Linked DNA regions of Mus musculus: all the other regions are linked to region 2. A link is a contact called in public Hi-C, HiChIP or PLAC-seq and promoter capture Hi-C data. All regions are on one chromosome and are shown on one strand. The core of a region is the stretch at or near the end of the contact, and the rest is flanking DNA. Distances in the headings are between cores, read along the strand shown. Region 1 holds the start of Gprc5a (G protein-coupled receptor, family C, group 5, member A). Region 2 holds the start of Atf7ip (activating transcription factor 7 interacting protein). Region 3 holds the start of Lockd (lncRNA downstream of Cdkn1b). Region 4 holds the start of 1700055D16Rik (RIKEN cDNA 1700055D16 gene).

Region 1 (5,879 bases), core at 2,021-4,520, 1.5 Mb after region 2:
GCACTTTGTATAGCAGCTATAAGTAGCAGGGGCTTTTACTATTTATTTATTTATTTATTTATTTATTTATTTATTTATTTATTTATTTATTGGTTGGCTGGTTTTTCGAGACAGGGTTTCTCTGTATAGCCCTGGCTGTCCTGGAACTCACTCTGTAGACCAGGCTGGCCTCGAACTCAGAAACCCACCTGCCTCTGCCTCTGGAGTGCTGAGATTAAAGGCATGCCCCACCATGCCCCGGGCAGGGGCTTTTAGAAGCCATGAACTTGTAACTTGAATGTAGCCACAAATGATACAAAAGCAAATGAGTTTTAATAGATCCCCATGAAACTCGTCATTAAGAAGGAAGAAAACGAACGTATGGGCCACTTTGGACAACAGACCATAGTTGCTACCCCTTCTCTATCAGATGGAATCTATCCAAATGGTCACACATGTTTGCCAAAAACTGAGTGCAGTTTAGAACAGAGTGATCTGAAATTCTAAAATAAACATACAGATTCCGTGCCTTGGGTCACACCTGCACTCCAGCCACTTGAGATGTGAAAGAGGAGAAGCACTTGAGCCTGTGAGATTAAAATACTCCAGGGCAATGGATCAAGCCTTGTTCGAAGGAAGGAAGGAAGGAAGGAAGGAAGGAAGGAAGGAAGGAGAAGGAGAAGGGAGGGGAGGGGAGGGGAGGGGAGGGAAGGGAAGGGAAGGGAAGGGAAGGGAAGGGAAGGGAAGGGAAGGGAAGGGAAGGGAAGGGAAGGGAAGGAGGCAGGCTATAAAAGTAAGGATAAGGTGGGCATGGTAGAGCATGCCTGAGTCTCAGCTCTTGGGAAGCAGAGTTCAGGCCAACCCCGGCCATAGAGTGAGTTGCAAGAGTTCAGGCCAGCCAGGCTATATCGTGGGTTACAAGCTGGTCAGGGTCACAAAGAAACCTCGACTCAAAAAGAAAAAAGGTGGTAGGGGAGCAATAAAAATGCAAACACTGGGCTTTCAGAGGGTAGCTCAGGCCTGTAATTCCATCACTCAGAAACCAGAAGTAGATCTGACTGGGGCAGCCTCGTGTGCACAGTGAATTCCAGGTCAGCCATGGTTACCTGAGTCCCTTTCCTAAAAGGGTAACACCAATGGGCGAGATGGCTCAATGGTAAAGGTGTTTGCTGCCAAGTCTAAGGACCCAAGTTCCTCACACAAGACACCATTAATTCCCTCAAGTTGTCCTTTGACCACCAGATGTGCAGTGTGGCGTGTTCACACCAGGGAGACAGAGGCACAGCAACAAAGAGAGACACAGAGACAGTCAGGCAGACAGAGAGACACACAGAGTCAGAGTCAGAGACAGACAGACAGACAGAAAGACACAGAGACAAAGAGAAACAGAGACAGAGAGACAATCACACAGAGTCAGTGACAGAGAGAGAGAGTCAGAGAGGACAGAGGCAAAGAGACAGAGAGACACACAGAGACAGAGACAGACAGACAGAAAGAGACAGAGAGAGAGAGCACTCAAACAAACAAAAGCCAGCGTTGCTCTGATCCCCTCAAGTGAAAAACTGTTCTGTTTGCCCCCACCCACTGCCCCTGCTCTCTGTGGATCTTCAGAAAGAGCAGAAATCCCCAATCCACATTCCTCTTCACACTCTGTTATCCTCAATTACCTCTCAAGAATGGAATGAAGGCGCACATTTTTTTCAACCTGCTGCTTACGGATACTGTGCAACTACAGACAGGCAGGACCTACACACAGAAAAGACGCTTGCCTACGACTCCTCAGCATAAGGACCTGGCGGCAGGTGGCTGCTGGATAAATGACTGCAGAACCAGGAAACACAGGGCTGCCTGGAGCCAGGTAGAGACCTTTTCTTGGGAAGTCAGAGACAGCTGTGGCCATTCCCTTTGGGCCTGGGGGCCAGCCTCTCCATTCCCTCTTTGATCCTAAGGCACCTCCCAACCCTTCCTCCCCTCCCCTTCCTTCTCTCTATCAGTGATGGCCAGTACAAAAACCCCTAAGGGTGAAGTGTTGGCCTCACCCTCCCCTCCACCTTCCCAGGCCATTGTATCTGAAGTGGCTAAAGAATTCTCCTTCAGTAAAGAGCAAAGAAGAGACTGTTTCCAGAGAACCTTTCACCAGGCTTCAACAAAAGCCTCAGACACTTGCCTGGAGAAAAGGCAGGCAGGCACGGTGATGGTCCTTCAATTACCTGCTTCCAGGCAGGCTTTTGCCATTTGGGAGCCTTCTACCATGAGACCGATACCTGTTATCCCAACACTCTGCAAACTGAGGCAGAATGGTGGTTACAAGCTCGAGGCCAGCCTGAATGTCTAAAAAAAACAAACAAACAAAAAAAAACAACAACAACAAAACAACAACAAAAAAAAAAAACAACTGCTGTTTCCTGTCTTTCCATTCAATGTGATCTGCCAGCCTCCTCCTGCCTGTGTCTCTTCTCCTCCGGGAAGACAAGCTTTTCACCCCCTCTTGTTAAAGAGAGACAGGGTCTTAGAGACTGGGGCAACAGGAAAAGTAAGGGATGGGGTGGAGGAACAACACGCACATGAGAAGGGGGGGGGGGCGTTGAGGTGAGTCACTTCCTGACCTCCACGGCCTTCGCTCCTTTGGGAAGGAAGCGGCTGGCATCCTCTCCCTCTACCCCTCTATTCATTCACAGACCCTTGAAACTCAGATGGGAGTTGAAAGCATCATAGCCCATCTTCCACCCACCAGTGGCTACATAGAACCTGTGGGAGGGGCCTAGTACAGTTCAAGACGGACCTCTCTTTTAATATTGGTATTTTAAACTACTGTTTTGTATCTGGAGACAGAGACTTATATAGCCCAGGCTGACCAGGAACTCACAGTAGAGTCAAGGCTGGCCTTGAACTCTTGATTCTTCTGCATCTACCTCCCAGGTGCAGAATTACAGGCCTGTGCTACAGTTTCTAACTGTTTGCTGATTGGTCTTTCCCCTCTGTTTTAGCCCAGAGAACACATTCAGAGGTGAGAGAAGTTAAGGACATTCCTTTCTCGGTTTCATCTGTTTCTCCTAGCCAGCTGTAGTCCATCACGGGCTGTACTGTCTCAGTTCTCCTTCCCCAAGGCTCCCCACGCCCCACTCTCCGGATTTAAAACTGGGGCCCGGAGCGCGCTCCTGGGTAAACCCCTCTTACCTGGGCGCCGCGGCGCTCGGGGTGAAGCGAGAACTTGCGACTCACGCGTGAAAGGCGAGAGCGCTCAACCCCTGGCTACTGGGCAGGTCCTGGGACAAGGATCCCGCCTTGGCCGCGCAAAGCGGTTATAAAGGCTTCTGTCGCCGGAGGGAGGGAGAGGGTGAACCGAGGGACAAGGGGCGGGGGCGGGGCGGAGGGAGAGGACACGCCTAATCCAGTTCCGCGGCACTTCTCGCTGTTGTGAAAATAAAGTCACCGTGCCAGAGAATGAACTGAAAGCCTCCCTGACGTCAGAAGCACAGTCACTCATGAAATAGGTGGCGGGGTTGCGGGGGAAGCACCCTAGACTGCCAGGCGTAGCTCTCGACGAGTGTTCAGGTCGGTCCCAGAGCTCCCGCCCTTATGAAAAGAGCCACACGGTGAACCCAGCTACGGATGAGCGCTGCTGGCTGTCATCTCCTGGAGGGAACCACACCCATCCTCCCTGAGGGCACTATAGGGCCCCAAGGGCAAAGACTTAAGCCAGCAGCTCCAGGCAGCTCCTTTGTTACTTTCTGTGGGAGAAGTTGGTCTTTATTTCCCCTTGGCGGCACCTGTCTCTCCATCACCCACTCCTTCCTCCGGTGAGCAGGGAGAAGCCAAGTTTAAATGGGAAGAGACAGCCACTCACTCTCCTGTGGGTCCCCCAGTCGCGGCTAAAGAGTAAAGACCAAGGAAAAGTTGAGACGCTTCAGCAAGGCCCTTCTTGGAACTGTCGCATAGCCAAGTTAGCATGGCCTGACTGAGAGATCATATCGCCTTTCTTTTAACCACCTCTCCAAAAGTTTGACAAAGCAGTTGATAGGAACAGAGACGCCAGATAAAATTTTGAAATGAAGGAATTTGCCTTTGGTGTCTGATTCCTCCTGCTTAGGTAGGGGCCCGCAGCGCATCCATTATCAGGCCAGTCCGGCTGAAACCTGCCTGCTCCGTAGTCAAAAAGTCCTGGAATGTCAACGCACTGGACCAGGTTTACCCCGTTGGTTGCGTTGGTGGGCAGCGGGGGAACTAAGCTTTTTAGGTAGTAGGGAAGGCCTGGAGCAGGCCTTCTAAGTGCTTTAGTTCAGTTTTAATACAATTTTTCATGTATGGCGACCCCCAGCCATAAAATTATCTTTGTTATTACCTCATAACTGTAATTTTGCTTCTGTTATGAATCTTAATATACATATCTGTGCTTTTTACTGGGCTTAGGTGACCCCTGTGAAAAAGATGTTTAACCCCTACAAGGGGCTGAGACCCACTTTTCTCCACACCCTTAAATGCTTTTTAAAATGTAACAAACAATCTTGCCAGATGGTAGGGGCTCACAACTTTAATCCCAGCACTCCTAAGGGAGAGGCAAGCAGATCTCAGTGAATTGGAGGCCAGTCTGCTCTACACAGTGAGTTCCAGAACAATCAGGGATGCACAGAGAAACCCTGTCTCAAAAAAAGAAAAGAAAAGAATAAAATGTAACAAGCCAGGCCTGGCGCGGGGCACCTCTGTAACGCCAGCACTTGGGTGGTAGAAGCAGGTAGAAAAACACTTCAAGGCCAGTTTCTACTACATAGGAGTTTGAGGTCACCTGAAGGTGACTTGCTGCAAATGACAGTTCGAGTCAGCATTTGGGAGACTGAAACAGGAAGATGGCCACCGGCCTGAGCCACATAGGTGATATAGGGCAACGGGAAAGGGGGAGGGGGGGCTACTCTCAAGAGCCTGACTCAAAAAGGCAGAGGAGATGGGAAGGTGGCTCAGCCAATAAACTACGTGCTGCCTAACCTGATAACCAGAGTCCAATTCCCAAAATCGGCATGAAGGTCAACCAAGTCCAAGAAGAGAACCAAGACTGTAAAGTTGTCCTCTGACCTACACACAGGACCATGGTGAGTGCTACACACACACGCACATACACACACACACACACACACACACACACACACACACACCAATAGAAAGACTCTTCATGAGCTTATGCTGTGATGTATAAGGTACTGGTTCAAACACCAGAGCCAAAACAACCTAAATCTTTGGAGTCTATATTTCTATTGATCTCGTACCTAAGAAACCGCAGTCAATATTTAACTTGGCCATCTCCCTTGTGGCCTGCAGGTCAGAGGTCGTCAAGTTCTCCTCCTCTCCTGGGGTTCACCAAGAGACAGGGGCCTGGGGAAAGGGCTTGGGGAATGATGAGACCGGAAAGGGCTTCTCTCTAAACTTCTACAATCTCATCTATAGAAACTGAAGCTAGACCAGTATCCAAGAGAACCATGGATGGACTGGAGAGATGGCTCAGAGGTTAAGAGCACTGACTGTTCTTCTAAATATCCTGAGTTCAAATCCCAGCAACCACGTGGTGACTCACAACCATCTGTAATGGGATAGGATGCCTCGTCTGGTATGTCTGAAGACAGCTTCAGTGTACTTACAAAGTAAATCAGTAAATCGAAGAAGAAGAAGAAGAAGAAGAAGAAGAAGAAGGAGGAGGAGGAGGAGGAGGAGGAGGAGGAGGAGGAGGAGGAGGAGGAGGAGGAGGAGGAGGAAAAAAAAGCTTGGCCCAAGCAAGGTAGTATAGACCTTTGATCCCAGGAGACTAAGGCAAGGGGATCTCTGAGTTCAAGGTCAGCCTAGGACGAAACAAGTCCCAGATCCAGGCATGGTGGTACACACCTCTAACCTGGGCCACACCTTTTGCTGGAGAC
Region 2 (6,095 bases), core at 3,350-5,849:
CATCTGCAAAACCACACGTTAGCTAACACAACTGTGAGACCAAGTCATGGGTATTTTAATTAAACAGTACATAGCAGCATTGTAAAACTCTTACCTACTATTTAATGTAGTGTATGGCCCTACAACACTGTGCAACTCTGAGGACCTTTGCTCCACCCCTGGCCTACATCAAAGGCTGATGATGGTAGTGGTCGCACTTGTCCTCTCTGTACTGGGGGTTGCTTGATCCCCAGGGTTTACTGGCCAGTCAGTCAGTCCAACTGCTCAGCTCCATGCTAATGAGACCCTCTCTGCAAAAAGATGCATTCCTGTATCTGTAAAGACACACACATAATTTATCGATTTTGAAAGTCAATTAAAAGATACTTAGGCTGGCAGTGGTAGTGTATACCTTTAATCTCAGTTTTAGGGACGGCAAAGGCAGAGGGATATCTCTAAATTCAAGGTCAGTCCCAGAACACCCAACACTGTTAGACAGAAACACTGTCTTGAAAAACAAAGCAGAGCTAGAGAAATGGAAGGCCCGGAGTTCAAAGCCCAGAAGCAGCCATGACAGCGTAAGTGTCTGTCATCCAAGAGCTCTCTCAGAAAGACACAACACCCAGAAGCTCCTAGCTCACGTAGGCAGGGAATAAAAGCAAAGTAACTAAGGCATCCTGGCACAAACCAAGTCAGAAACAAGGACAGTCACCTGAGCATCTACTCTAAAGTCCATACAGAAGCCAAGGAAGAGCACACACATACATAAGCAGACACAAGTGCATGCGCACACATCATACACACAAGATTACTTTTAAATAATCATGAAGTTCTAGAAGAAAATGAAGTGGAAAAATCTATCTCACCACAGGTAATACTTTGTCAACAGAGAAGCTCTGGAATAAATCATAAATTAAAAAGACAGTGCAGCCAGGTATGTTGGCACAGGCCTTTAATTCCAGGGGGAGATAGAGGCAGGTGAATTCCTGTAAATTCCAGGACAGTCTGGTCAACATAGTGAGTTCCAGGACAGGCAGGGCTACACCGGGAGACCCTTACTTGCTCCATTAAGTATGCCAGTTGGCACACCTGTTGCTGACAAGCAGAGAGGAGGAGCATTAGCAAACTGAACACACACACCTCAAACACTTCAGTTCACAGGAAAGAAATCGACTTCCCTAATTAAAGTTAGTGACTCCCCTTAACTGGTGGCAGTGTGAGAAATGCCCCTGGAAAAACAAAAACAAAGCAAACAAAATTAAAAACCTCTACACTGTTCTATTTTGCAAATTAATTGTTCTGGCAAAACCCTTAGAAACGCTTTTTTTTTTTTTGCATTTATTTATTTTTATTTTTTTCCAAGCCAGGTTTCTGTGTTGTGTGCCACTGCTGCTCCACATAGAAACACCAATTTTGAACAGCTATTTTTATGGATTATGATTGTGTTCACCATGTGTTTACCATAACAAAATTTCTACTAGGCAAATAAGCAACAAGCTAGCTTGACAATGCCAGTAACCAGCACTCAGGCTACTGAGGCAAAAACAGCCTAGGGCTAGGCCAGCCTGAGCTACATCTGAGAAGCTGGGGTGAGGAGGGGAGAACAAAGAGAAACAGAGCCACACACAGTCTGAGCAGGAGGCTTACAAAGTCAGAGTGCACTCATCCTGTACAAATAACCTTCAGATATTTAAAAACAAACATACTGGAGCCAGGCACTTAATCCCAGAAGAACCATATCCATCTGCTTCAGTGCAAGTTCTAGTATGGCCTGGGCTACATAGGGATACATTGTCTCAATAAAGGAATAAAGACATTGATTGATTTGAAAATATCTGATAATTAAGATTTTGATAATACATTATTATGCAGTTATTTAAAAAACATTTTAGAACACTAAAATGGGGAGCTAGTCAGACTAAGTTACAAGAGCATGCAGTGTGCTGGGGAATGCAGCTGGGCATGGTAGTGTGTGCTTAGCATGAGAGTGTGTGCTTAACATGACAGTGTGTGCTTAGCATGCCTGAGGCCCTGAGTTTGACCCACAGCACACACAACCAAAAAGGAAAATTGCAGGAAATTAATTAAAAATGAAATCAGGCAGTAATGGTACATGACTTTCATCCCAGCACTTGGGAGGCAGAGCAAAGGCAGGCAGGTCAAGGTCAGCCTGGTCTACAGAGTGAGTGCCAGGACAGCCAGGGTTGAGAAACCTTGTCTTGGAAAACATACACATGTAAGTGTGTGTGTGTGTGTGTGTGTGTGTGTGTGTGTGTGTGTGTGTGTACGTATTTATATGTATATATAGTGATAAATATTTATAGACTGATCTACCACAGCAAAAGTGAAGTTACAAACATCACCACAGTAGTTAAGGGCGATTAACACAATACTAAATCTTCATACTGTGGACGTGAAAATATTCCAACAGAGTACAAAATCAAGTAATTTTTAAAAAATAAAATTTTAATTTTATGACTTAAATCATTCCAGCCTGATTCTTTCTAAACTACATATCAGTGATTGTTCATACTTTGAGTAACATGTCTGTCTGTCTGTGTGTGTGTGTGTGTGTGTGTACATACATGCACAATGCTTCATTTAATTATAACCAAACTAAAATTTCAAACTTTTAGTACTTGTTTCTAAAATACTAAAGAATCAACCACTGACATTCAGACAATTCATTAATTTTAGTAAACTTAAAATTACATTTACCTTCTAAGAAATACAGCAAAACTGTCCCATCAATATTGAAATTGCATGTTATGTAATTTTCTAGTGCCTCTTATGATGCTCAATATTAACGCATGACACAATTACCCATGCATTCAAACAAAAATGTTAAGCTTAAATACATAAACTCAAATACTAGGAGTACAAAATGGGGTGAGGGGAAACCACCTCAGAAGCATCAAAGTCTCAAAAAGGCAGAACTGCCTTCATTCCTGGTACAAGACAGCAGAGGCTCAAGATTCCCATTACATCAACTTTAGACCTGCTAGCTACAGGAGGAGAAGACTTCCTTCCCCGTCCTTCCATTCCAGGGCATATGTCACAGCATTTAAAAAAAAAAAAAAAAAAAAAAAAAAAAAAAAAAAAACAGCCCAAAATGTTCCTTTCAATTATATCCTATTATTTCTAAGAGTATTTGTTTCGGGTAATAGAGATAGCCCAAACCAATCGACATTATAACAGCACTTAATTTGACAACAGACTGATTTAAACTTGGGTTACATAAGCAACCAAAAAAGCAACTATACATATGAATGACAGATGTTTATGAAAACACAAGTTTTTAGACTAGTAAGAAACAACGGGTAGAATAAGAAAATTATATTAAATTATACGTATACTGACCCAATGTGCTACATACAACTGACCTAATTGTGCTACATACAACTGAAATTTAGTGGCATCACAACTTTAATCAGTAGCACACCCATAGTTATTTTAAGAAACTAAAACCAGGACATATACACCTAAAACATATTTAAAGTGTACATTATACACATATACTACAGTGCACATATTTTTTTCAAAAACTCAAAATGTTTAATTGATTCCCTTAAATAAGGACCTCAATAGAACTTGTAATATTTGTAAAATTCTTCATCAAAAAATGATATAATAGCTTATACGTCATCCCAAAATAATGAGAAATCGTGTTCACTAATTTTCTTTAACATTTCTCTAACTGAAGAAACAGTAAAACTAAAAACATGAAAGACTCAAGTGTTTGGATTAAAACTTCATTGACTTTGGATGAAATGTTCCTTTTTAAAAAAAAAAATAATAAAGATGTAATACCTGAGAAAATTGAGATTTCAACTTAACTTGTACATCCTTTTCTTGTCCTCTCAAACAAATCAAAAATAAAAGTTTCTATTTTGTAAACATTGCACATCCAAAAGCGAACCGGTAAAAACAGGGTTAAAAATGTATTTACAAAAGTGCAGCTGAAGTAAATGCACTTCCCCCGAGAGCACCACTAGGTGCCGATCTTATCTCCCTAAATGGAACGCGAATCCAGAAATACCTAACTAAACGCGAAATTATAATCGAGAACCACAAGAGGCAATTTGTACCAAAATATCAAGTCTGCACCGGTGAAACCGTGAGAGAAATAAAGGATTTTAAGGTGCGGGTAGGTGTAAGACACGAGAGAAACGTTTTCCTCGGAAAATGTGAAAAGAAGAAGCACGAGACGAAACCCCCTCGAGAATGAGAAAATTAAATCTAGAACCCAAATGGCGTCCAACAAGAACATTAGCTCTTGAAAATGAATATTGCGCCTGCGCAGCCACCGCCCGGCCAGCTGCTCAACTGCAGCTAGAGCCCGACCCCACGCGATCACGTGCTCCCATGCAGCGCCCGCCCGCAGCTTCGCAACCGCGCAGGCGCACACTCAACTCCCGCAGCCGCCATAATGCGGTCTTGACTCTTCCGAAATACAATAGTCATTTCTCCGACAGTGGTTAGAACAGCCCCTGGCACTCGCGTATACCTTCGGGGGCGGGAGGTGAGAGCCTGGGACCCGAGTTCCTTCCTACGCAGCCGTCCCGTGCAGCCGTCCCGGACGCTGCCGTCTCAGCCGTGCGCTCCACTCGCCGCCACCGCAGATTCAAAAACAAACCCGCTTCTCCCCAGCACGCGCCGGGGCCGTTATGCAAATAGATGGGGGCGGAGCTTCGTGGGCACACTATGTACTCCACCCACTGAGCGATCGGCCAATGAACGTGCGCGATGCCTATTCTCCATGCAAATCTCCTGGTTTTTTATTTGAATGAGGGATTTTTGGCCACGCCTCCTGCCTTGAAATTGTAGCCCGTCTGCGGTGGTGGCGCTGCCGTCTTTTCGATCGCATCCGGAGGTGATTTTTTTTTTTTCCGGTTGGCTCTTTTCTTTTTTATCCTGGAGGTGATTGGGGTTTTTTTTGTTTTTTTTTTAATTTTTTTATTTTTTTTTTTGCATGGAGATTCCTCAGTGGCCACCCCTCCATGAGACTTGAGAAAAAAAAAAGTAGGTGTTTAAAAAGCGAAAAGATTTTTCCATAAGTCTAGAGAACCTAGAGTACGGTAATTTATTCGAAAAAAAAATTTTTTTTAATTTTTATCTTTTTGTTTTGTTTTGTTGATGAAGATTCGTGCAGTTTAACTCAGTCTAGCCATTGAACTTGCCACGTAGCCCACACTGGTCTGGAATTTGAAATCTATCGGCCTCAAACTCTGTCAAAGTGTTACAGGTATCACTTAAAGTTCACTAAGTTAATTGTGTTAATCATCAAGATGTGGAGATGAACATCTTTTGGGGGGATATCCTGTAAGAGAGCAAGCAGTACCAATCATGCCTTCACACCTCATAAATTCACGTGTCGCTTAAATAGAGACAGTAATCACTGTTCCGACAAATTGAGAGAAGCTAGAATGAAGAAAAGATTCTAAATATGTTTTGTAAATCAGTAAGAGCCAGAAAAATAATATTAGGTGGAATCCCTTAAACTTAATTTTCTCCCTTTAAGTATTTGTTCAATAGTAACTTAACCAATCAAAAAGTTAAGTAGCTGTCAGTGCTGAGGAAATCTACACTCCCATGGGCAGCTGTGGCTCAATTCCCAGAAGCACTCAGGGAGATGAGGCAGGTCTTGAGAGAACAAGGACAACCTGGGGCCACATGCTCCCAGATCATCTAGAGCTTGAGACTCTCTCTCCAAAGAAGCTCACAGCTTTCATTATTGTCCTGTACTTGACAATTCAACTAGGACATTAAACAGGCAAACCCAAGGAAATTGAAATTCAAGAAACAACTTCTGGGGTCATAAAATGTGATACAGTGTCCAGGCAAATCTAAGACTTGAAGGCCAGCCTGGTTTACAGATCTAGTTTCAGGATACCCAGGGCTATATAGAGAAACCCTGTTTCCAAAAAAGGGAAAAGGAAAAAGGTAAGTGTTTTTAATAGATGTATTTAAGATTCTAGATTGATTTTGAGTTGAAAGAGAGAATATCTAGAATAGACTTGACTTAATCTAACAAGAGGCCTTGAAAGGGGAAACACCCAGCTGAGTGTGGTGCCACCCACACTTGGGTGGCAGCAGTAAGTAAGCCTGTCTCTGTG
Region 3 (5,822 bases), core at 687-3,186, 1.6 Mb after region 2:
GTACATACCCCAATTATTTGGCTCCCACCTAGTACTGTTTAAAGGTTACCTTAGCTAGTAGATTTCTTTTGTGTGCACGCATGTGTCATGCATGGGGTGTACCTATGTGGAGGCGGGGGTCCTCACTGGCATCTCTTATGGCCCTCCATTTTTTTAGCTAGAATGGCTGGCCACTAGAACCCAGGAATCTACTTTTTCTCTCTCCACTCACCAGCCCTGGGATTAAAAACGTGCACTGCCATTGCTGGCTTTTTATATAAGTTCCGGGAATCCAAACCCGGGTCGTCATGCTCACACGGAAAACACTTAACCTCCCCCTCCCCACCCCCAAGACCTAGATGTCCATAGATTTCTATTTAGCTGTTCCAGAGCCTAAATGTAAAGGCTTCACTTTAGTATGAAAAGTTAGGGTGGATACAGTAGCACGTGCCTACAGTCCCATCTGGTTAAGAGATTACGTCAGACACATCAAGTTCAAGACCAGCAAGAAGTAGAGGGAGGGAGAAAGAGGGAGGGGAGCCATTATTAGTAGTAATGCATTTATTTTTGACCTGGGACTCATAGAGATCCATCTGCCTCTGCCTCACGAGTACTGGGATTAAAGCTGTACACCACCATGTCCAGTGGGGTTTTATTTATGACCTCCTTTGTTTGTACGCTTGTTGGTATATTCGAGGTAGGGAGGGTTATATGCAGCCCAGGCTGACTGCAAAGTCTCTCAGTATCCTAAGCAGGCCTTGAACTCCTGATCCTCCTGCCTCCAGCTCCCAAGTGCTCAGATTACAGGTGTGCTCCACCATGCCAAGCCCAAGTTTCCAAGCCTGTTTTCACAGTCACGTGCTATCTGAATCTTTATCTATGACACCCCTGTCCGGGGACCATCCAAATCCCTGCTTGGCTCACACTCAAGATGAAGACCTGTTTCTGAGACTAGCTTCCTCCTTCCAGGGATGTGGTTTTCCTCATGGACTGCTCATTCTGATCGGATGTGTCCTCTGAAAGGCAGAGGTAAGCACTGAGCCTCTAACAGAGTCCATGAATACAGCCTGGAGAGCAGCTCAAACATGTTGGTTTATGGACGGGGTCAAGGAGCTTAGTGGACTGGGAGAGGTAAGGTCAGAACTAGACAGCTAAAAAACTAAGAACATGGCATACTGGTTCAGGGGCCAATGGAGGCTAAGGCTGGGCTTCTGGCTAAAACAGACTGAAAGGAGATATCAGGAGAAATTATTTTAAGGAAAGAAAAAGGGAAGAAAAAAAAAAGGCAAAGGCAAAGAAAGGTATACATATGAGATGTCCCTGATAAAGAGAAAGACTGATCTAGGACTACTGTTTAATTATTATGACGTTTTAAAAGCTTCACTGCAAAGAAAAACATAGTTGGATCCTAATTAATAAAAGCCATCACTTGTATTAGACCTGTTCTACTAATTGAATCCTCCTAGATCTTAACAAACTCTTTCCAATGAGTTTCCTGACCCAGAAATCAAAAGGGGACTTTATGTCCCCTTCTCATCCTCACAAGGGGGGGTGGGGAACCAAACCTGGAAAACAGACAGGTTCCCCCCCCCCTTTAAGGTTAAAAAGGAAGAAAATGACACCGACTGCCTTTGTCCTGATGGATTTTGACACTCTAACCCCAGAAATAACACCTCTTTTGCTCTATATAGAGTCTATAGCCACACCTTGTATTTGGTTGGTTTATTCCTATGACGGGTAATATTCATTTCTAGGATAACTACCCGCTCCCGCCCTCCCCAAGTCTACCTTTCCAAGACAGGGGAAGGTGCGTCCTCGTCGAACTCCCGCCTGTACCTTCCTAGTACCTCTGGCCAGCAGCCTGTGTGCCCGTGCTCCCTGGACATCCGTGAATGTTTGATGCTACATCTCTACCCAAACTGAAGCTTCCCGCCTGCATTCTGTCAACGGCACTTGCGGGCGGGGCGGGGGGGGGGCAACTTTTGGAACAGAAAGCTCCACCCATCCTACTCCCTACTACCTGCAATCAAACCAGCTAAAACACCCCACCTCAGACTCCCCAACTAAGTCTCATCACATGATCTACCGTACGGTAATTTTTTTTTTTTAACAAGAAAACAAGCATCCAAAAAAAAAAAAAAAAAAATTCAAACTGCAGGCGCGAGCCAATGGGGAAGCAGGGGAAGGTGGGCGGGGGAAGCGCGGCGGGCTGGGCGGGGACCCGCGGACCTGTGGACCGAAGGATTCGTAAAACGCAGCAGGCGCACGGTTTAGGCTTTTTTTTTTTTTCTTCCAAAACTCAGTTAAGCGCGAGGCTCCGCCTGCAGCTGCAGCCTCGCAGATCCACCTTAAATCTTCAGTGGACTCGGTGCAGGGGTCAGTGGGCGCAGCCAATGCCAATCAAGTTTACAACCACCAGCTCGGGACGAGGGAGGGGGGGTTTGGGGAAGGCCAGAGGGAGAAACTTCAACTTCTCGCTTTATATGCACACATCACACACGCGCACACGCAAACACACGTACGCACGCACATGCACACGCACACAAAGGGAAGGAGGGGGCCAGAGACCGGCGCTCCGCCGCCAAGTAACAAGTTTGCAAACGCTTCTAAGCTCGCTGGCCGCGGCCTGGACGCGCTTCCCGCGTCCCGACCCGAGCGCCATGATGGTGGCTGCGGTTCTCAGTCCGGGTTCTGGAGGGGGAGCCGCAAATGATGCAATCCCCCGGCCGGCGCCCGAACCGCGCGCCCTTCTCCCGGCCTTTTTCTTAACGTTCCTTTTAGAGGCGCGTCGAGGTTTCGCGCCCAAAGCATGGATAAGGGGTTTTTCTTTTGTTTTATTTTTTAAGATTTCCTAATTTCTGGTTCCTACCTCTGCTGAGTCCTTATGCATGATAAGTCTGTGACTTGGATGGAGGCCCGAGGGACTTGAGACTTGAGTGTACGTGGAAATAAGTGCACTTTCGGTTCTCCGGGATCCGCCTGTGGCTGACCCCACCCTATTACAACCCCACGCGAGTGAAATCAGGGAGACGACCCCATAGGTTTCTAAGTAGGATCCATGGCCTTTTTACCCCTCAGTGTCGTTTGCAAGGTTTCTTTTTTGCTTTAATTTTATTATTTTTTAAAGCCAGGAAAGGGGGGGGCAGGAGTAGGGTGTGGCTCAGGTGAAAGATGGCAAATGAAAAAGAATCCATGCTCTGAAAAACAGATCAGGGATCCTAAGTGGACTTCTAAACAAAACACCTTTTAGTTCAAAGCGCTAGACGAGCAATCGTGTTTTCTGGTGATGATGGTGTAATGGCGAAGGCAATTCTCTGGCTCCCAGGAAAGGTCGCTCAGTGCAGCCAGGGTGGTGGGCACACAGTGGCTTGAAAGGCCGACTGCTTGCTCCCTCCCACTAGTGAATGTCCATAGTCCCCCAATCTAACCCATCACAGCCCCCTCCCCAAATCCTTATTTCCCCCAGTTCTTCCTTGCCCAGGTCTGCGGTTCTGGACAGCCAAGGATGCAAAGGTGGGGGGCACTTTGCAAGCAGGGTGAAGGGCAGGGCTGATCACCGAAAGCGGCAGTGGTTCTCCACAGTTAGGCGCGCATTGGTGACGGTCGCTTAGCCGCCAGCGAGCCGGGAAGGCTTTCGAAATCCGCGGGGCTGCGGATCATTGGAGCCCTGCGGTAGGGGTGGGAGCGGGCTGCTGCCCTGGAGGGTCCACGAACTCCGGGAAATTGGTCCCTTCGGGCAAGTCCCCCAGAACTCAGTGAGCGGCGGGGTGTCCTCTGGGAAGGGTCGTGGGCCTTCCATAGTGATTTTCTTCGTCTGGAGGATCGATGGTGAGGAAGAAAGGTTTCTAAGAAGTAACCCAGCCCGGCTGCGCGGATAGAGGCGCGGCCGCTTTTTTGCGGCCTGCGGGCGCCCGGGGCGCGGGAACTGCGCGCAGCCACCCTGGCAGTGCGGGACTTGCAAGTAGCCGGCGACATTAAAGACTTTTGGTCTTGAGGCGCCAGCCAGCCCGACCAGCAGTTGCCACAGTGAGCGGGCGGGATCGGGGCTGCGGGACAGTTGGGGAGACTACCGGGCCGTGACCAGGGTAGTGGGGTAGCGGGTAGCTGACGCCGGCGGCCGCAAACCCGCAAAGGGACGTTCGCGGCGGGCGCAGGAGTCCAGGTTCCGGGAAAAGGACCATTTGAACCACCAGATTGTATGTGGAGGCTTGACACAGGCGTTCGGAGGATGGAGGGCACAGTGACTTGGGCGGGGGGGATGCGTTCCTGTGGACGTGCCTGGCGCAGAGAGCATCCACCTCTTCCCGGTCCACCATTCCTAAAATGCAATCTCTCAAAATTCGTATTAAAAAAAAAAAAGCTATGAAAGGAAAATGAGGTTTGTGCAGTAACAGAGGTGTTTTCCCAACTTGGATTGACTTTCTGACTCTTGGTCCTCCTGCAAGCCGCCCTTTATATTATGTTTTAAACAGAACCACAAAAACACCTTTAGTCTTTAATTAAAATAATACCTACTTGAAGGACTTGGCCCAGCGACCAAAAGATCCATTTTCCCATCCCGCACAGGAAGAAAAACCAACTTTTGCTTTATTTTAAAAAAAGAAAGAAAACAAAAGAACAAATAAAAACCCTAGTAAAAAATGCTAGAACTACCTTGTTTATAATCCCCTTTGGGTATGGTGATATAAATGGTAGTATTTCAATGAATAATTTAAACCCAAATTTGGATTTTTCACAATTTACCCATAAAAATTTCTTATAATTTACTTTCTACCTTAACCACATTTTAAAAATAAGAGTGTTATTTAGAGAATTATTTCTGATCAACCTGGCTTTAAAAATGCTCCGTTTCTGTATTTTTTTAAGTAAAAAAAAAAAAAAATTATGCATCTCTGCTGAACAGATATGAAGACACAAGACTCTGTTTTAGTATTTTAACTTATTTTTCGGATGAATTTAACTATAATATAAATATTCAAAATTTGAAGAATTTATGTATGACCAATTTCATTTAACCTACGAGTATGGAAAAAACTTGGTTCTTAAGGATTTGTGTGTTGGGCTACTGTGGACAGGGCTGGTATGGTGGAAGTAAGGACATTGATTTTCATTGCCACTTCAAAAGTGTAAATAGAAAATCTAGAAAAGTCGTTCCATCACTTTCATTTTCAGTACTGCAGATGTGTGATCAGACTACACTTATGTAAGCCCCCCCCTTTGGTTCTCACACACTCATATCCTAGAAAACATAAATATTTTAACTAAATGGGGGCTGCTGACAGTCTTACATGAAAATGTGGCTTTTCCTCTTTCCAGTTAAGCCTTGTCTACCCATATAGGACTAAGATGAAAATGGCCACTAAGAATACCCACACCCCCCACCCCACCCCCATCACCCCCATCACCCCCCCACCCCCAAATCATCTGACTGAAATGTAGGCCTAAATGTAGATGTTTGCCTTCCCATTGTATCTGGGGCATGCCAGGCTGACTAGCTCAGGCTCAGTAAAGCACAGGACAGTTGCACTCAATAAATAACTACGGAAGTTTTCTTTATTGATTGCTTGATGTGTAACAATAATTGGCATCTTTTTCACACATTACAAAAATTATACTTGGCTCAGTATGCAACCTTTTAAGCACAGCCATACTATTTAACAAAGGCGGGGGGGGGGCTAGTCTATCCAATACAGCATTTACAAATGCACAAAACATGCCACTTTGGCTTGTATATTGTCTAGATTAAAAAAAAATCTCTTTTTAACATAAATAAGTTAGTATAATTTTCAGTGTCTTTACAGAGTTATATACACAGGCACACTTCCAAGTTTTTCTCATACACA
Region 4 (6,484 bases), core at 1,998-4,497, 1.7 Mb after region 2:
TACAAAGTGAGTTCCAGGACAGCCAGGGCTATACAGAGAAACCCTGTCTCGAAAAACCAAAAAAAAAAAAAAAAAAAAAAAAAAAAAAAAAAAAGAGCTTTAGAGGCCAGTCATGGTTGTCATGCCTATAATTCCAGCAATCTGGAGACTAAGATAGCAGAATTAATGAAACTAAGATAGCAGAATTAATGAAATTCCAGGCCAGCCTGGGCTACAGAGTAGGATTCTGCACAAAACACGAAACACGAAACAAACAAACACGGAGCATGTCTGGTTAGGTTTGAGGCAGGTAAAGGTGTGAGCTGCTAAGTGTGACGACCTGAGTTTGACCAATAGGCCCCACATGTGGACACTAAGTTGTTTGGCAAGTTGTTCTCTGACCTTTACAAGTGTACCATGGTCCACCCCTAGTATGTAAATAAATAAATGAATAAATAAATAAATAAATAAACAAATGTGAAAACAAACAAGCACACAAAACACCCACAGGATACTATCAGGAGCAAGCTGAACCTGAGATAGGCTGCCAGACCACTATGACCTTGGAGGGTTTAAATGTTCTACACTTATGCTTTACTGGAATTTATCCTCTTTTTCTCAAGCCTTTTGAAAGGACGGCATCTCATCCTTTCCACTCTTTCTGTTTCTAGCGCATTGAAATCCTGACCCAGTAAGACCGTTTTCTGTGAAACACCGGCTGCCGGTTCCTTGATAAACCAAAGACAGCCATCTTCATGAAGGGGACAGTTGCACTTGGCTTTGTTGCTTGTGACAGTCAACCTCTGTAGCATAAGTTAGCCTCTAGCTTTCAATCCTCTTGCCACAGTCTCTTTTAAAGTGTATATGTGTATGCGATGAGTGTATGCACAGACATGCCTCGTGTTGGCTGTGGAGACCAGGAGTACTTCCTTTCCTTGTGTATCCCAGGATGGAACTTAGGTCCTCAGGCCTTTTACCCAGAGAGCCACCACGCTGGTCCAGCCAGTGTCCCGAGTGCCAGAATTGTCTTGCTACCTGTGTACCATCACACCTGGCTAGACCAGAACATTTAAAAAAACAAACAAACAAACAAACTTTTTTTTTTTTTCCTGAGCTAGGGGACTCCTTATATAGCTCTTTTTCACCTACTCCTCTCCCAACTTCCAAAAGCAGGCGTCTTGGTGGTTGTCAGCTGGTGACGCTGCAGTACCGCGTCCTGCCACGAGAGGACAGGGAGCCGCCTCCACTCAAATCCGCAGAAGGTCAAAGGCACCTCTCCTCTAAGCTGGGTCGGCATCGGCAAGCTCAGCTTGCAGCTTCTGCGGTTCTCACCTCCAAAAGGGCTCCCTTTTTCACTCTGAAAGATGACCTGCAAGTCCCCGGAGGCATATTCCATAATGGTTACCTTAAATGATTAATGATTGCCAGCCTTAACGGGTGCACCTTTGTTGCAGGGTTTAAAGGTGGGAGAGGACTAACAGAAACGTTACCTTTCTAACCCACTCGGAAAGCACGCCAAGCCACCTAGGCGGTGCCCACATCGATTCACCTCAACATACTGCTTGAAGGCCGGAATCCTTACTTCAGTACCCTGCAGATGGCGTGTGTTGAGGGGTACAGGAATCTGGTTCTTGGGCCAGTCCACTCGAAGTGTGCTTTTCTGTCATTGATCTCATCTTTGTTATGTGATATCCACGTGAGTCCTTTTTAGTAGAAGCTTCAAGCTCAGATGCTCAAAGAACACTGGAATAAAGCTTCGATTGTCCTATTCAGTTGCTGAGAGTGGTTGTCGCCACCTCAGGTCTCTCATTTTCCTAAGTAGGTAGTGTCTCAAAACAAAGCTACTTTGAAAAGAAGGGAGAAAAAAGCAAAAGCAAAAGCAAACCAAAACAAACAAAAAACCCAAACCCATGAAAGACTTGGAGTTAAAGTAGGCTCAAGTAGGTCTTGCATCTCTTGAAAGCAAGTGAACTCTGGTTTGACTTAAAGATGATGCTGTACTACCGATGTCGAGAATACTTACTTAATGTGTAAGGGCGTTTTGATTTCATGTTTGTGTGTGCGCCCCATGTGTGCTCGGTGCCCATGGAGGTCAGCGGAGGGCATCAGATCCCCTGGAACTGGAGTTACAGATGGTTCTGGGCTGCCATGTGGGTGCTGGGAATCGAGCCGTCAGTGCTCCTAACAACCCTAAAATACCTTTAACGTCTTATTACATTTTATTTGTGTGTGTGTATTACATTTTATTTATTTATTTGTGTGTGTGTGTGTGTGTAGCGGGGTGGGGAACAGCATGTGGACTGAGGACAACTTTCAAAGGCGGTTCTCTCCACCGCATGGACCCTTTACTTGTTGAGCCATCTCGAGGGCACGCAGAAAAGATTCTTTTAGAAAAAATAATTCTTGGCTGCGTTTGCCCGCACTCGTGTAGTAGGGTCTTTCAAGGACGAAGACATAGGTGAAGATATGTTTGATATCACCGGTGCAGTTTTCCTTCAAGTACCTGTAACTTCCCTCTCAAGAGAAAAGCCCCGGATTTGGGATTCCGGGACCTTCTTACAAAATGATTGACTGCAGCACTCTCAGATCGCCTTGCTTTCCTTCCCCTAGAGTGGGGGCATTGGAGCAGCCGCCTCCGTCGGAGGAGAGACCCCAGCGCGGGCAGGAGGCGGGCGGGCCACAGACCCAGGCTCCCGGGCCGCGAACCCGGAGCGCCGAGGCGCCGCTCGGTCGGCCCGGTACGCGACCCGAGCCCGCCTCCCGGAGGCTCCGGAGGCTCCGGCTCGCGGGGACGAGCGCCGAGGGGCGGGCGATGCGCGGCCTGGGCCGGAGACCCCGCCCCCCCACCCCGCCCCCCGCCCCGCCCTCGCCCGTCTCCTCCTTTCCCCCCCGGGCTCCGCTGAGTTCATTCACTGGGATTGGTTTCAAGTGACGCCATCTCTTTATTTTTAAACCGATGACCTCATCCGCGCTTGAAGTTTCCTGACCAGCGACTCTTTCTCTCTCCCCAACCCCCACACTACCCCCCCTGGTCCCCTCCTGCGGGCATCACCGTTTGGGGGGGCTCTCATCCCGTTTCCAACCATTTACCCTCCCCCTCTCGCTTTTCCCGCGCGGACCCCCAACTTTACCTCAACTTCTTCATCCCTGTCGACATTTTTTTTTCCCTCTTTCGGGGGGCGGTGGAAGAGAAAGTGAAGAAAAGTTGCAAACGCCCGGGCTCTCGCTAAGCTCTCCGCCCACCCTTCAGAGGAGAAGCCCCGGCGGCGAGGAGGACGCGCGAGCGACGGCTGGGCGACGCGGTGACAACGCTCGCTCCCCTCCGCGAGCCTGGAGCCGGCGGCCCCTCAAGTAAGTGTTCGCGGCGGGCCGCGGGCCGGCTGGGAGGCGCGTCCGCTCCTCGTGCCGGCCGCCGCGCGCTCTCCCCGGCCGGGGGCCGGCGGGCCACGGCGGCCCGGAGCGGCGACGGCGGCGGCGGGGGGTGTGTAGGCCGCGCTGGGGGTCGGCCCGAGCCGCGGGGGCGCCCCGGCCTCGCCGCGCCGAGCGGGCGAGCGGGCGAGCGGGCGAACGAGCCCCGGGCCGCGGGTCGCCGGCACCTGGGCGGGCGAAGCTGCTCACTTCCAGACTGTTACACAACACGCCTGCCAAGTGGGGCCCTGACTGTTTCCATAATCCCAAATTCACCTTGTGTGTGTGCAGGCAGCCAGCGAGGCCACCTGGGGAGCGACCGTGTCGCTTCCTTAAACAAGGAAAAAAAAAAAAAAACCCACCCCCAAAACTCAACTTTCATTCCGGGGCTCCCGTCACGGTGTTGGAGGAAAACGGTCCGCCGGTGACTCCTTTATTTACAGTAGCTGTAAAATGTGAGACATGAAAACGGGGAAACAACGGACGGTGTGTGTGTGTGTGTGTGTGTGTGTACGGTGTAGTTTCACGTGGAAAAAAAAAAACCCTAAGGAGGACATACATGCAAACTCTTTAAGAGCGACGGGTTGTTTCCTACAGAAAGCTGATAATACACTTGGGGAAAGTACAAGGAGATCTTAAAATGAATGGCTTGTGCAAAATTGGAAAGAACTTTTCTTAAACGCCTGTTGCAAAGATCCTTGGTGTTTTGAAGTCCTGTGTGTCTCAGATTGTTTGGAGAACGCACACCTCTAATCAGCCCATGATTAGAGAGGAAAAACCTGTTGCATAATCTCATTTGCTGTGGGGTTGGCTGTGCCGTCCCCTGAACCAAGGGGAAGTGAGTTAGGATGAGGGTTTTTAAACCTCTGAGGTTTTTATTTACACAGTGCGCTGGGTGCCACTTTGCTTTTAAAGATTGTAAGTAAATACTCTGCTCTTACAAGCGAATCAAACCTATCGAACCTGCTGGGAAAATGACCAGGTATGTGTTCTCTCCTGCTCACGTTATCTCTCTCTCTCTGAAATAGATTCTCAGGGGGAATAAGCCTCTTTGGCCACTCTGTGGAGCTTGATAGTACATACAGTTAACAACTACTTCCTCAAAAAGCCTACACTTTTTCATCTCCCTTAAAGAAAAGACCTTTAAAGGTAAATTTCAGAAGAAGGGGAAAAAAGCTTAACAATTGAGACAATTCAAATATTAGCGAGCACACTGTGGGAGGCTGTAATTCAGATTTATAGAATTCTCTATTGGGTGAAGACCAGTCGCTTGGAGAAGTAAATTGAAAACTGAAGTGTCTGTGGCTTTGTGTATTCTAGTCAAAATGTGACCAGGCACTGCAAAAGGGTTTTGTCTTTATGTAAAAAATAAAACTGTGGAACTTATTGTGTTTAAAGACATTGTGGAATGTTGATATTTTCATAACATTTACCATCTTATGGACAAATTCAGAACTTCAGCTTGAATTATTAGTTTTAAGGTGTAAGATTTTGTGTTTATCAGAGTTCCAAATGGGGAGAAAATTCGAAGTAAGTTTATTTTGCATTTTAGTAAGTGGTGAATAAGCTGATGTTTAGAAAGTATAAACTGTTGATAATGATAGTTACAATTTTTTGTTTTATTTTACTCTCTGGTATCTTAGCAACTCAAGTGAAATACTTATCCTAGAATTGTGCTGATTTTCCTTCAGTGTTTCAGATGGTGAGTTTCAGTAGACAGGGCCAGGAACAGAAGTACACAGTTACCACTCCCTCCCCACCCCTCACTCTGTTCAGTTTGGAAGTTCTTGTCTCATAGTTCAGCTTGGTGAATGTAGTTGAGTACCTATAAATTTAAAATGTTAATACGAAATTGGGGGTTCCTGGTCTATTTGAACAGAGGTTTAATTATAGGAATTGAGAAAGGGGTCAAAGAGGAAGATCCTGGTAACTCAGTTCCCCTCTCTCCTGCTTTCTTACACATTGAAGATTTATTTGTAGAGTGGAAAAGAGGAGGCAGAGGTCAGCTGGTTTAAGAGTCTGGCTGGGGTTAGGTGAGGACCTAGGTGTAAACTATGTTCCCTCCCACATAGAGAAAGAGTAGGTCTGAGAAGTTTGAAGGAAGCTTGGCTCGAGTTAGAGAAGAACAGGAACAATGTTGGAGTGTTAAAATAGCTTTTTTTTTTTTCTTCTCTAACTGCCTGAATTAGGAAATTGAATTTCATAGAATTTTCATTATCTGGACTTAATATATTAAACAAACAAGTTTATATACATGTTCATTGTTAAGCCTTTTCTATTTTCACCCAACCATAAAGTCCTGTAAAATATAACTTGATATCATTTACCAGTGTAATTTATCCTAGAGTCTTATGTGTTCCTGGTATTTCTAACAAAGACATTTTTCTGTTGTATCTTATTGGACTAATAACTTCATTGGGCACTAATGTTTTTTAAGTGCATTGAGTTCTCAAACAGAAGATACAATAACTTGAAGAAGTAGATTAATATAGGGAAATCTCATGGCTTAAAACTCCCCAAGAAGATAACCAGGCATAACAGAAAACAAGTTTTTCAACATATTTCAACAGATTATACATGTTAAAAAGACTTGATAGGAAACAAAATATACTTGATGCTTGATTATCTTTAAAGTAGTAATTATCAGATTTTAAAATTGAGACTGATGTTCACCATCATAAAGAAAAAACAATCTTACTAATGTTGGTTTAAGCAAAATCATAAAATGAATCTTACCTAAAGCTACATATATTTCAAAGCCAGATGTCATTTTCCCAATTTACTTGTATTGTGGATAATCTCTCATTTTCATACACTTCTTTTATTTAGATAGATAAAGGGTTGGCTTTGTGAGGGAAGGGTCCTGAAGGCTGGCTGGAGGTAAAGAATCAGGGTTAAGCTTTAAGAAGAGGCCACTCTTTTACACTGACTAAGCTAGGAGGCGAGGAATTTAATCAGATACATGACCGGAGAAAAACAAGAGTGCTTCAAAAGAAGAATCTACGGCAAGATGACGCGCGTGTGTGTGTGTGTGTGTGTGTGTGTGTGTGTGTGTGTACACATGCCAGTATGTGTATGCCAGGGGTATGACCAGTAT

What was found. Promoter capture Hi-C pulls out the DNA fragments that hold promoters and counts their contacts. A called contact is a pair of places that touch in the nucleus more often than the background predicts. HiChIP or PLAC-seq counts read pairs in DNA pulled down with a chosen protein or histone mark.
Region 1: a contact with region 2 is called in an HNF4G HiChIP or PLAC-seq map of pancreatic cancer cells. The contact joins the promoter of Gprc5a here to the promoter of Atf7ip in region 2. A contact is called at or near these places in 3 of 39 promoter capture datasets (the 3T3-L1 cell line, cranial neural crest and hippocampal neurons) and 1 of 115 datasets of contacts at active chromatin or transcription factors (pancreatic cancer cells).
Region 3: a contact with region 2 is called in a Hi-C map of B cells, with 12 read pairs. The contact joins the promoter of Lockd here to the promoter of Atf7ip in region 2. A contact is called at or near these places in 7 of 39 promoter capture datasets (the 3T3-L1 cell line, the C10 cell line, cranial neural crest and 2 more), 9 of 484 Hi-C or Micro-C datasets (B cells, CD4 T cells, CD8 T cells and 4 more), 10 of 115 datasets of contacts at active chromatin or transcription factors (the SCID.adh cell line, astrocytes, bone marrow-derived dendritic cells and 6 more) and 1 of 9 other capture datasets (liver).
Region 4: a contact with region 2 is called in a promoter capture Hi-C map of pre-B cells, with 6 times the contacts expected there. The contact joins the promoter of 1700055D16Rik here to the promoter of Atf7ip in region 2. A contact is called at or near these places in 2 of 39 promoter capture datasets (liver and pre-B cells).

The regions. Positions count from the first base shown.
Region 1 is chr6:135,063,053-135,068,931 of GRCm38.p6, reverse strand. It overlaps Gprc5a (G protein-coupled receptor, family C, group 5, member A), which reads right to left and starts at 3,270. Exons shown (of 4, transcript NM_181444.5): 1 at 3,157-3,270.
Region 2 is chr6:136,517,355-136,523,449 of GRCm38.p6, reverse strand. Atf7ip (activating transcription factor 7 interacting protein) reads right to left here and starts at 4,599. Exons shown (of 15, transcript NM_019426.2): 1 at 4,487-4,599. Gm44140 (a long non-coding RNA gene) reads left to right here and starts at 4,697. Exons shown (of 4, transcript XR_001785394.2): 1 at 4,697-4,852; 2 at 4,958-5,001.
Region 3 is chr6:134,925,206-134,931,027 of GRCm38.p6, reverse strand. It overlaps Lockd (lncRNA downstream of Cdkn1b), which reads right to left and starts at 1,936. Exons shown (of 2, transcript NR_037956.1): 1 at 1,743-1,936. It overlaps Cdkn1b (cyclin-dependent kinase inhibitor 1B), which reads right to left. Exons shown (of 3, transcript NM_009875.4): 3 at 5,503-5,822.
Region 4 is chr6:134,789,123-134,795,606 of GRCm38.p6, reverse strand. It overlaps 1700055D16Rik (RIKEN cDNA 1700055D16 gene), which reads right to left and starts at 3,247. Exons shown (of 2, transcript NR_151454.1): 1 at 3,111-3,247. It overlaps Dusp16 (dual specificity phosphatase 16), which reads left to right and starts at 2,979. Exons shown (of 7, transcript NM_130447.3): 1 at 2,979-3,330.